3 separate regions of the Zea mays genome follow, and regions 1 and 3 are each linked to region 2. Evidence: chromatin contacts called from public Hi-C data. All regions are on one chromosome and are shown on one strand. Each heading gives the region's core, a stretch centred on a gene start, on an enhancer-like site or on the middle of the called end of the contact. The rest is flanking DNA. Distances are from core to core; before and after follow the strand shown. Region 1 holds the start of LOC100271891 (ameiotic 1). Region 2 holds the start of LOC100274537. Region 3 holds the start of LOC100277588.

What was found. Hi-C and Micro-C count contacts between places; a contact is called where the count stands out from the background.
Region 1: a Hi-C map of leaf shows a contact between it and region 2, with 5 times the contacts expected there. The contact joins the promoter of LOC100271891 here to the promoter of LOC100274537 in region 2. A contact is called at or near these places in 8 of 25 Hi-C or Micro-C datasets (bundle sheath, ear, endosperm and 3 more) and 1 of 3 datasets of contacts at active chromatin or transcription factors (leaf).
Region 3: a Hi-C map of ear shows a contact between it and region 2, with 1.9 times the contacts expected there. The contact joins the promoter of LOC100277588 here to the promoter of LOC100274537 in region 2. A contact is called at or near these places in 3 of 25 Hi-C or Micro-C datasets (ear, leaf and tassel).

Annotation. Positions count from the first base shown.
Region 1 is chr5:16,722,776-16,726,585 of Zm-B73-REFERENCE-NAM-5.0, forward strand. It overlaps LOC100271891 (ameiotic 1), which reads right to left and starts at 1,254. Exons shown (of 11, transcript NM_001146066.1): 1 at 1,217-1,254; 2 at 220-320. The coding sequence starts at 285.
Region 2 is chr5:16,522,220-16,525,984 of Zm-B73-REFERENCE-NAM-5.0, forward strand. LOC100274537 reads right to left here and starts at 2,485. Exons shown (of 5, transcript NM_001148893.1): 1 at 2,208-2,485; 2 at 2,062-2,102. The coding sequence starts at 2,417.
Region 3 is chr5:16,686,850-16,690,599 of Zm-B73-REFERENCE-NAM-5.0, forward strand. LOC100277588 reads right to left here and starts at 2,327. Exons shown (of 3, transcript NM_001374017.1): 1 at 933-2,327. The coding sequence starts at 2,252.

The DNA.
Region 1 (3,810 bases), core at 4-2,503, 200 kb after region 2:
ATTAATCACCCAAAAAGCAACTAATAAAGCGGCGCACAATATCCTATATCATTGTAACTGACCGCGCGCAGCCGCAGCAGTAGGTCAGTGGAAAGAGAAACCAACAGATCACCACCATACCCAGATCACAGAAAGCAAAAGGTAATAATCGAACTGGCAAAAGTCGCAGCTAGCGTCTACGACGTGTAGCAAGACCGGACTGGCCCGACACGTACGTACCGGCGATGCCTGCAGCTGCAGATGAGCCGCGAGCGCAGGACCCGCCTGCACCGTCTCTACGTCCATCTGCATGCGGGTCCTCAGAGTTTTTTTTGGGTCTCCTGCAAAAGCAAACGGGCAAACAAACCCACCGATCAAGACAAGTATATATATATAGTTCAAAAAGAGTTAAGCAAGAAGGACAGAGACCCTTCGATGATCGAAATGATAACAAATTTTCGAAACCCATCCAAATTGACCCGCATATAGATGAACTAATAATAATGCGCACTGGCATTTTCCGACCAAACTGGCGAGATTTATAAATTGTAAGTTCGAAGAAAAAACATTCAAAACTCTAGTTCCCAAACCAAAGCACCAAAAGGCAGGCAACAAAAGTCACCAAACTGAGTCTGAGGTTGAACGCTTCAAGGGGAAAAGAGAGCGCGCCTCATCTCGTCTCGTCTAGCAGCAGCGCGTTATGTGGCAAAAGTCGCTTGTACGAAGAACCTGCAAGCTGCTTTCTGCTGCTAGCGGCAAGCCGCAACCGCACGGATCGATCGAAGCAAAAGCAAGCGAGGCCCGAGGAAACAGCGACAAGGCAGCAGAGATCGGAAAGGAAAAACGAGCTGCTTTTGCGATCGAAGTATAGAACCAGCGAGCTTTTTGGCACTGCCGCGGAATCGCGCAGCGCGGTAGGAAGTGGTCCGCGTGCGCGGCTTCCTCGTGCCCGGAGCCTCTCTAGCAAAAAACCCAACAGCATCAGACACCTATAGCAGCAGTGCAGTACACCCGTACAACAGTTCGTTTTGATCAAGCGGGTTTTAGGTCACGCCCTTTTCGCATCAAATTGAGAGAAGGGAACGAACCAGATGGAGAAAAATGGCCCGGATCAGAACGAAGAAGAATGAGAGACCGGATGAACACACACTGCTACCAGCAGGGCGCGGTTAGAAATAGATCGCAGAAGAATACCCACGACGCATACATATGCCAGAGCAATTAGGCCACTACTCACCTGTGTGGTATTTACTTGCTGCTGCTGCTGCTTCTGGGATCGGGGTGGGATCGAATCAAAAAGAAAAGTAGAGGCAGGCCGAAATGTGGCGAGAAAATTGGGTCGCTAGACAATTCTAGTGGAGTGCTTATTCTCTGATCGATGTACCTGGGGACGATCGATCCCGAAAGGCGGGGGGAGCTTTGGGGAGGCGATCGAGCTAGTTCATGGTGGGGAGTAGTGGAGTGGAGGCAGGCGCCGTGGGTCGGGAGGTGGGGCGCTAGGGTTTTTGTTGTTCCGTGATCGATCGGCGTCGGGGGGCTGGGGCTCCGCCTCTTCTCCCCCGGCTGCCTCACCTCGTTGATCACCGTGTCCGCCTCGTCGTGCGGGGAGCCGGGGACTAGATAGTGCCGTGGAGGAGAATCCTTTTTCTAGAGAGAGGAGTGGGGTGGCAGGGTGCAGCGCGTGTGTGATGCTGATGCCGTTGTAGAGAGAGAAAAATCTAGGACAGCCAGGCTCGTCGCAGAGGGCAGCAAGCAGCAACCTCCTCACGGAACGGCCCGCACCTGGTCTGCCGGGGGATCGAGCCTATGACACGTGGGCCCGCTCTGCCCGCGGACCAGACGTGTCTGCAGGCAGCCCGGCACGGCAGACGGGTGGGTGTTGTGCGGGCGACGACGATATATGCGGTGCCCAAGTAGCGGTGGCGAAGCGCGCGAGACCTTGTGGACCCCATCTGTCGGGCGAGAGCGCGCGGCGCACCATTACAAGGACGACGCTTGCGAAACGATGGCGCGGGCGCGCCGGCACACGCGCATGGGGGAGTTTGGGTTGACATTGTGGCACTTGGGATCGGGGCGGGGTCCGCCGGGGGCTGTGATGATGATGAGGCGGAGGCGGGCGGAGCAAAGCAGAGAAGAAACCAATTGCTTGCAGTTGCAGGCACAGGCCGTACTAATAAATAAATGTGGGTACGCTGGCAACGCTGCCACTGTTAGCTACTAGTAGTAGCTACAGATGCACGGCCCGGACGCAGGCGTGCATGGGATGATCTCTCCACACGCGCTCTTGGTGCGTGCGTGTGCGAGGATTCTGTCTACGGTTTGCTTGCATGCACGCTTGCGGAGGCAGAGGTAGTCACGTCGTCAAGCGTGAAGCCGTGAATCGATCCACGCACGCAGCAATGCACTCCCCGTTTCTCCTTTTACGGATCTAATAATAATTATAATAATACATTATAAATATTATTGTTTTTTATATAGGATTTTGATTTTTGAGGTGTGCGACCTTTTACGCAGTGGGCAGTGCTAAGACTGACTGCAGCGGTCGACGCTACCGTCCCCCTCCCCTTGCATGTCGGCTGTAGAGGGCACCCTATGGCCGCAGCGGTGCCCCCTATAGCGCCCCCTATATATCGGTCTCCTTCTCTCCCCCCAGATCTAGCGTGTCACTGTTTATCACCATAAACACTGTGCTGTGAGTGTACGAGTAATTGTTAATAGATAAAAAATTGATAGTTGGTATAGAAAATGATATTTTATAGTGGTAGTGGGGTATAGAGAGAGTATTTAGGGGGAACCGCTGCGGGAGATAAAAAAAGTAGGGAGAAAAATAGAGGAAAAAAGTGATATAGGAGGAAAAATTTAAGGATAAAGTTTGCGGATAGCCTAAGCAAATTGTTGGCCCGGGGCGCGGGGTCAGCATCATTGCTGCGTAGGGCCCCACCTGCAACGCCCTGCGATAGTCCGATTCCGCCCGGCCGTCTGGGTCTGCAAGATGCACATGCACCTGACACAGTAACACTCCATGCACGAGAAACGGAACGAGAACACCACGTTACCAGACCTTCAGCGTGCTAACTGTTTTTGGCTAGTTTATTAGAGCTATATTTAGTCTAATACCTCTCACGTTTATAAATATATGACATGTTAGATTTTATTTAAAACTTTAATAACTCATCTTATTCAAAAAAAGCCATGAGTTATTATTTACAAGTATTTTGTTGTGATTTATTTTATCGCTTATGATTGTTATATATTTGTGAACGGAGAAAGTATCATACACTACTAAGACTCTGTTTGGATTTTCTTTTTTTTTCCTTCTCTGGCTTCTAAAAAAGCCGGTCAAGCAAAAAAAATTATTGGCTCGTTGTTCATTTTTGAAGTAAAATAAAGGACACCTTGCTATAGTGCAGAATATTCTCGAAAAGCCAGAGGTCTAAAATTGCATTGTGGACGCGCAGTCCCTAAACAGAATCTCAAAGAACACTGATTACATTCTTACCTAGATAAATTGGACATACTGGTCCTTAGGTAAAAGGAACATTTCATTACACGAAACATAATGACAACTTAATCAGATAAATAATTCAAAAAAAAAAAACACTAGTAAAATTTTACTACATAAGCTTTTATTGTTTGGAATGACATTTCACAACCTCAGCATGAGGAGTTTCGGGCTTCTATTCTTGAGCTGCTGATTTAACACTACAAAACCCTATTCTAAATAAATTAGAAAAACTTATTTCGTGATTTAAATAAACCTGTTTTTTAATAATAGATTACCTAAAAGATTCTTATGTGAACTATCTTTTGTGTTAAAGATCTATCCTCTAA
Region 2 (3,765 bases), core at 1,235-3,734:
TGCTGGGCGCTCAGAATGAGGTGGTTGTGGCTGCAAAAAACTGAGCCTGGGCGCTCTTGGTTTGGTCTATCTATTCAAATTATGGCCAAGGCCCGGGCTTTCTTTTCCATGGTCCTGATTTTTGAAGTGGGAGACGGTGCAAACACCTTGTTCTGGACTGATAAGTGGCTGCATGGGGAAAGAATCTCTGAGTCGGCCCCTAGGCTTTTTGGCATAATTCCTAACAGTGCGTTTGGATGTTGGAATTTAGACTCGGAATTCAGAATTGGAATTGACAAACCCGAATTCTGGTGTTTGGATGGTCACAGTATTTGGAATTGGAAATCCACCAAATTCCAGCCGGTATTCAACTCTACACACGCCTCCACTCTCCAATTCCGACCCTCCACCCTCTGATTTGCTCGGAATTGAACTGGATTTGGTATTGGATCCGATTTCCAAAGCCAGGCTGATTTGGTATTGGATCCAATTCAATTCCACCATCTCCAATTCCAACATCCAAACGGAGCATAAGAGATTTGCTCAGAAACGAACTGTACAAGAAGCTTTATCCAATGGTCAATGGATTGCTGACATTAGGGGGGGGGGAGGCTCACTGTTGAAGCTTTATCAGGTTATCTTCGTCTCTGGGAGATGCTTTCTGGTTTTGAGTTGCAACCTGACAGGGAGGATAAGCATATTTTCAGCATTGCTTCAGATCGTAGATACTCTGCAGAGTCTGCCTATAAAGGTCTTTTTATGGGATCATGCTATTTCAGGCATTATAAGCGAGTGTGGAAAACATGGGCTCCACCAAAATATCGTTTTTTTCATTTGGCTTGTTACCCAGATCAGATGCTGGACAGCAGATAGACTCGCCAAGAGAGGATTAAATCACCCAAGCAAATGCCCTTTATGTGATCAGGATTCTGAAACTACAAATCATTTGCTTGTCACATGTGTTTTTGCAAGGGTTTTCTGGTATAAGGTGCTGAGAAAGTTTGGTATGTACTCCTTAGCTCCTCCTTTTTGGAATGGTGGGAAAATGCCTCAGAGACACTAAATGGGCTCTGCATGAAAGGTCTCAACTCCCTTATCATCTTGGGAGCTTGGTTGACCTGGCTTCATCGTAATAGGTGTTTTTTTTGACAATGGGTCTCCTAGCCTGCCTTTAATCCTCAAGCAGTTTGAAGATGAGAGGAGTTTGTGGGAGGTTGCTGGTGCCAAGGTATTATCCTCCCTGGCAGCCCCACTTCCTGCTACTTGAGGGAAGGAGGCTTCTTAGTCTTTAGTAGTGTCTGTGTTCCTATGGACCAGTTTATATATGCATGTTTCTGGCCTCAGTAAGGATTCCTTAGTTTACTTTTGTATTTTTGGTCTTCTTTTGACCATGTATCCTCTCTTCTTAATTTATAAAATGGTGCAGTCCTCCTGTGCATTCGAGAGAAAAAACTTAACTGTGGCAGAGCTTGTGACATTTGTGGTGTTCTGCCACAGGAACTAGATGTGGTCCATTAACATGTTCATATTGCATTGTTCACTAGAAAAAATAATGCTGCCATATTCATCTTTTAAAAGCAGCGTCCCATTCATCCTAGAAAGGTGCCTTCATTGGTGCAAGGGTGTTGGCCTTCAACTTTTCATGTGTTTTCTACTCAACATCTTCTACAACAATTGGCAGCTATATTGTTTTCATGGTGAAGTTGTGAGAACGATGTGTATATCTGGATGACTTCAGGGATGAGTCTCCTCTAACTTAAAGTGAGAGGGACTTAAATCGCTGACTTTAGAGGTATCATAGTAAGATATATTGCAATCTGCACAAGGTACTAACATTACTCAGTATCTGAATCATCCAACGCATTTCCAGTCTGAAATTAGCAATGCACTACGGCATGTGTTCATTGGTCCCCCAATCAAAAAAAAAAATACAGACTAAGAAACTATCTAAACCCACGGCAGAGCATTCCTAGTAGAAAGACTACACCGTCTCGCAGAATTTTATGAGCTGCAACAAGCACTACAAACCGCCCCTTCAATCATCCACTCGCGAGAAGAAGAGAACAGGTAGCAGAAACTTACCAATCCACAACCTGACGAATCTTGGGCTCGAAGTCCTCGGCCTGGCGATTGAGCACACAGAGAACACAAGCAAAGCGTCAGCCTCTCATGTGCACAGAGCATCACATGTTTGGCATCAAGAGAAAGAAAGCAGGACGGCGACTGACCTCCTGCGGGGAGAGCGAGATGCGCGCGGCGTTGGCTAAGCGGGTGAGGTCCGGCGGCTCCAGCTCCCCAGCCCCCGCAGCCGCCACGGGCGTTACGTGGCTGGAGGACGAGAGTGGCCGCGGCCAGTGCGTCCTAGCCGACGGCCGCCTCAGCCGCGGGCCCGACGCTAAGCGGAGCCTGGGTATGGCGGACGCAGCGGCGGAGAGCATGGCCGGCCGGCGTCGCTCGCTGGTCGCTGCTGCCTCCGGGTCTGGCTAAGATTGGAATTGGATCGTCGTCACCGATGCGGCCTCATCGGCTCATCCCATCTCATCGTTTCGCGCGGTGCGGCCCGGCCCACTCAAAGCGGCCACTGCCCAGAGCTGAGAACCCCCCCTCGTCGGTTTGGGCCTCTCCGGCACATTGAATTTACCAAAATAGATCACTCTACAATGAATTTGTAAAAATAGGTCAATCGAGTAGATCACTTCGTCAAAATACACATCCGGATGTTTAACTAGTCTGATAAGTGGGCATGTATCCCTGTTGGACCGAAATATCTCTCCCTTTCCTTAGGGTATCTGCACTGGCCTACAGAAATCCTTCCGGTAAACGCGCATACAGGTAACTGGAGCTTAAAAATATGTGCAACGGTTTCCGCTATAGCTCTCTATATCCTTATGCATCCACAATATTGCGTCAGATATAGCGGACACCAATAATTACGATAGAAGTCTTATCCATATCTAGAGATGGCAATGGGTACCCGCGACCTGATACCCGATAGGTATTTACTCCATTAGGGTATATATATAGACTAAATATTATACTCGTGGGTTTATTATTGGGCAAAAATCTCCACCCAATGGGTAAACGAATATTAGAACGTTCCGTCTTCACCCATACCCGTTAACCCGTGGGTATAAATACCCAATATAAACTTAGCCCAAGCATGAACTTGTACTTTAGTCATTCATCTTTTTTACTATTTAACAACCTTTTAGACCATAATGTCATAGAAGACTTAATGACAATTTAATGACCATGTAATGGAACATGTAATGTGCTATGTAGTACTATCCTAGTGTTACTACTTTATCCAATTATCTTTGGTGTGTTGAATGGATGGTTAAATGATGCTAGAAAATTTTGTTATGGTATTTATATGGATATACTTGACATTTGTATAGTATAATATTTTGATAGATGTTTAATTTTTGTGGGTACGGGTGACCCGATGGGTGACCCATACCCACATGGGTATGGGTATGGGGGTAAATTCATACCCACCAGTGTATGTGGGTGACCTAGTGGGGTTATTTTTGTGTCGTGGGTATGGGTATGGGGTAGTAATACCCGGTGGGTATTTACCCATTGCCATCTCTATCCATATCAAAAGTACGTGTTGTGCACAAAAAATATAGAATTTCGATCATAATAAATAGAATATGTAATAATTGATATAGAGGGGATATAGAGAGAGATATGGGCGCAGAAGATTGTAATATATAGTAATGAATTTTGATGGGAAATGTATCTGGTGCAAACCAACTCCTTCGTGCAACCGTGCAAACTTCT
Region 3 (3,750 bases), core at 1,077-3,576, 160 kb after region 2:
CCTCTGGCATTGCTGGACTAAATTATGCTGCAGCAATAAGCAACATTAATTTAAATCAAGCAAGTCAGTCAGAAAGAACTATGCAAACAGATATTCCAAAGTTATCTCTTCATTGATGTACCAAAGAATGAATGAGCTCACATGTGCTGCATTTAATATAGCATGGAACCACCTTAGCTTGAATTCATATTGTGTACAACAAATGAGAGTTCAACTTACTTTGGCCCCTATGGCTGTCTCCAACAGCCTTCCTATCCCACCCCTATCTCACTCCTTATTTCAAACTTCACTACGTAAACAGTGCAGTCTATAGTATAAAACACTGTTTTGCACGGCCATATGCATGCTCTGCTGAGCATGGCCTAAGGTTGTCTCCAACAGTCTTCCTATCCCACTCTCTATCACACAAGTATTTCATCCACTCTGTAAAATGTAAATAATGCAGTCTATAGTACAAAACAGTATTTTGCACGTCCATATACACGGTCTACTGGAGACAGCCTAATAAAAAAACTAGGAAAACATATGCAAATGGATAATCATATTAAGCATAGTTAATTTATTACAAAAAAACATTGTTACTTAAGGGCCAACTAGCAAAATCATTTGAATTTTAGAGTTGTACAGACTAATAAAATGAACAGCTACATACTGCATTACAGCAACAGCAATATTCTACATTCTACAGCAATAATTCCTAAATATGCTCAAATATATGCTAGAGTGCTCATACATAATAGATAGCAACATCCTACTCGATCAAATGAATTAATCTACAAGTGATTTGTATACTAAACCAGCATGCAACCATCAAGACTTGTTAGATCTTAATAAACCACAGTATTAATAATCTACTAACTGAAGGAGGTCTCCAGCAAAATCTTGCAATGTTTTGCACTGCTAGTGTCCTATCAGTAAAACAAGCAGCATACCTTGAACAAGGCAGCCATGGAAAATGTCTTCACAAGTATCGCCTTCTTGTCCTCTGTGAATCTCCTTTCTACAATCCCAACTGCGTGTTTTCTAGGCAAATGGTGTACACCTGGCCCCGCCCCAGCTCCCGGCCCAACTGGAACTCCATCTTTGGCAAGCTGCTGCGCAATCTCACGAAGAAGCACAAGTTGTGCCTTCTCTGTGCGCATTGCCACAAGGGCCTGCCTCATCGACTCCCTATCGGCCTCCAGTGCCTCCAGCCTCATGTAAAGCTTCTTAATGTCCGGCTCCACTGCCTCCCCTTGGTACTTATCCACGACCCTTGCAATAGGCATTGCTGCACCTTGATGCACCTTGTCAATGGTGTATACCCTATCACTGCCACTGCCACTTACACTGTCAGCACCGTCAGCCTCGCTTGCTTCCTCCCCGTCATCATTTCCAGCAGTAGGCGACTCTGGCAGTTCTTCATCATCATTGTGGAGGTTGTTCATTGTTTCCACATCCTCCTTAGATAACATCTCGTCGGCATAGAGGCCACCCAGTTCATGTTCAGACATGTCCGGCAACACTTCATCTGTGTAAAGGTGGGTACCTTCCTCTTTCTCATGCGGTGGCTCAAGCAGGCGAGGTTCCTGATCGTGTTCGAGAAGGCAGATCCGGCGCTCCAGATCGAGGGCAACCACGTCCTCTTCCTCCCGCCCGTCCTCGTAGTAGTACTCCCCGTCGTTGCAGCGGAGCTCAGGGTAGTAGTACCCTCCATCGCCAACGATGTAGCCCTCCTCGCCCTCGAGCAGGAGGAGGTCCTCCTCCTCCTCCTCGGCGGCGTTCTGGGCGACGAGGTCCTCGCCCTCGGGAAGCGGGATGCCGAGGTGGAGGCACTGCAGCCTGTACTCGCGGAGCCTGGAGCGCAGGCGCAGCAGGCGGCGCGCGCGCTGGGCGAGGAGCGCGCGGAGCTGGTCGATTTCGGCGGCGTCGAGCGCCATCTTCTCGTCGGCGAAACGGCGGAACTGGCGGAGCTCCATCTGGACCTCGGCCTTGTCGCGCTGCAGGCGGAGCATCATGGCCATGGCCTCGCTGGCGGCGCTGGCCGCGGCGAGGCGCTCCTCCTCGACCTCGACCCGCAGCGCCGACGCCGTGGACTGGGCCGCCGCCGCCGCCTCCCGCAGCGCCGCGCGCTCGTCCTCCGCCTCGACCCGCGCCGCGGGGCCCGCCTCGTCCCCCGCCTCCGCGCCCAGCTTCCGCTTCACGGACCGCCGCCACGGCGCGGCCGGCGACGACGCATCGGGGTCCTGGTCGTGGTCGCGGTCGTCGTCCATGACGGCGGCGGGAGGGGGAGGCGAGGCGAGGGTTCGGGGGGCCGCGGCCTCGATCAAACCGCAGCGAGGAGCATTTTGTCGTTTGGATTTGGGAGCAAGTTGGACGAGGGGGTGGGTTTGATGCGTGTGCGTCGACCGTCTCGGGGTCGGGGGACACTTAACTTTTTGCAATACTACCAAATCAAATGACACACATTCAAAGGGCACCACCGGAAAGAGAACTTCCGCCAAATTCGCATAAAGTACATGTCACGACCCCCGACCCCGAATGAACATGTCTCATCCGCCTCCGCTTCTTTTCGGCCTTTTCCCCTTCTCGAGGTGGGGCCCTTCCCTCCTCCGGCTCGAAGTGGGATCCAATCCAGTACTGAAAATCATTGTTATGATTAGATATTTGGCTTTCCTACGTAAACAATTCTGCTCGCCTTTTATACCTTTTCTTTCCTCGCAATTTCGACATCGAACATCACAATTCTTCTCCATTTCCATTGCTAAACAGGCCACCTTATGTCTTGTTCGATTAAGTATGGATAAAAGGAGATCGATGAGGATTAAAATATACTCTATTCAATTTTAATTAGGAAGGTATTTAATCTCCTCCAATCTATATGCAACCGAACATGCTCTAAGGAGGTGTTTGAATTCACTAGAGCTAAAAATTAGTTGGCTAAAAAGAATTATAATGAAATTAGTTAGCTAGCTATTAATTAAATTACTTGAATGTACTCAACTAATTTTAGCAGCTATCTATTCGTTTTAACTATTAGTTCTAGTGCATTAAAAGACTCCTTTAGAGTGAAATATTTTTTTCTTATTTTTTGTGATGGCGTGGATATAATCGGCAATCATTGAGAGTTGTTTTGTCTGATGGGCTCTCTTTGGCAGCACGGACGCTCCGCGGCATAAGGCCGGACTGTGCGAGTTTTCCTGCGTCGAGTCGGACGGTCCACGACTGATGCCGGGCGTTTCGTGTGTGCGCATGGATGATGGTGTTCACCAACAACACCTAGATCTCGCCTTCGGGAGGGACCCGTCAGGAGGAGAGATCCTATGGTTTATCTTGGGGTCGGCGCCACCCAAGACGCCTCGAGACGACCAAAGTCGAATAGAGGTGAAGATAGAGACGAAAAAGACTACATTACTGCTACTCATAGGACAAGAAAGTAAAGAAATTAATAAACTGGTTGATTGGTTCGATTGTTGGTGTGCGCAATCGACCGTACCCTTTCATGTATATAGTGGGAAAGTCTAGACCTGTTCCTAAGCGTTCTCCAATAGCTGCGAGTTTAGATGGATAAACACGCACAGAAAAAAGAGTTAATCACGTCTGATCTGATCTAATCGCATACTGTCTGCGGCCAAGACGGACCATCCACGATCCAAATCGTTCGATCCTTGTAGCCAGACCGTCCGAACTTTTCTAGGTGGCTCATATGGTGCTCAACATTGTGTTTGTTCCTGTAAAGTAAACAAGAAAATCGACTCATGTGAACAAGTT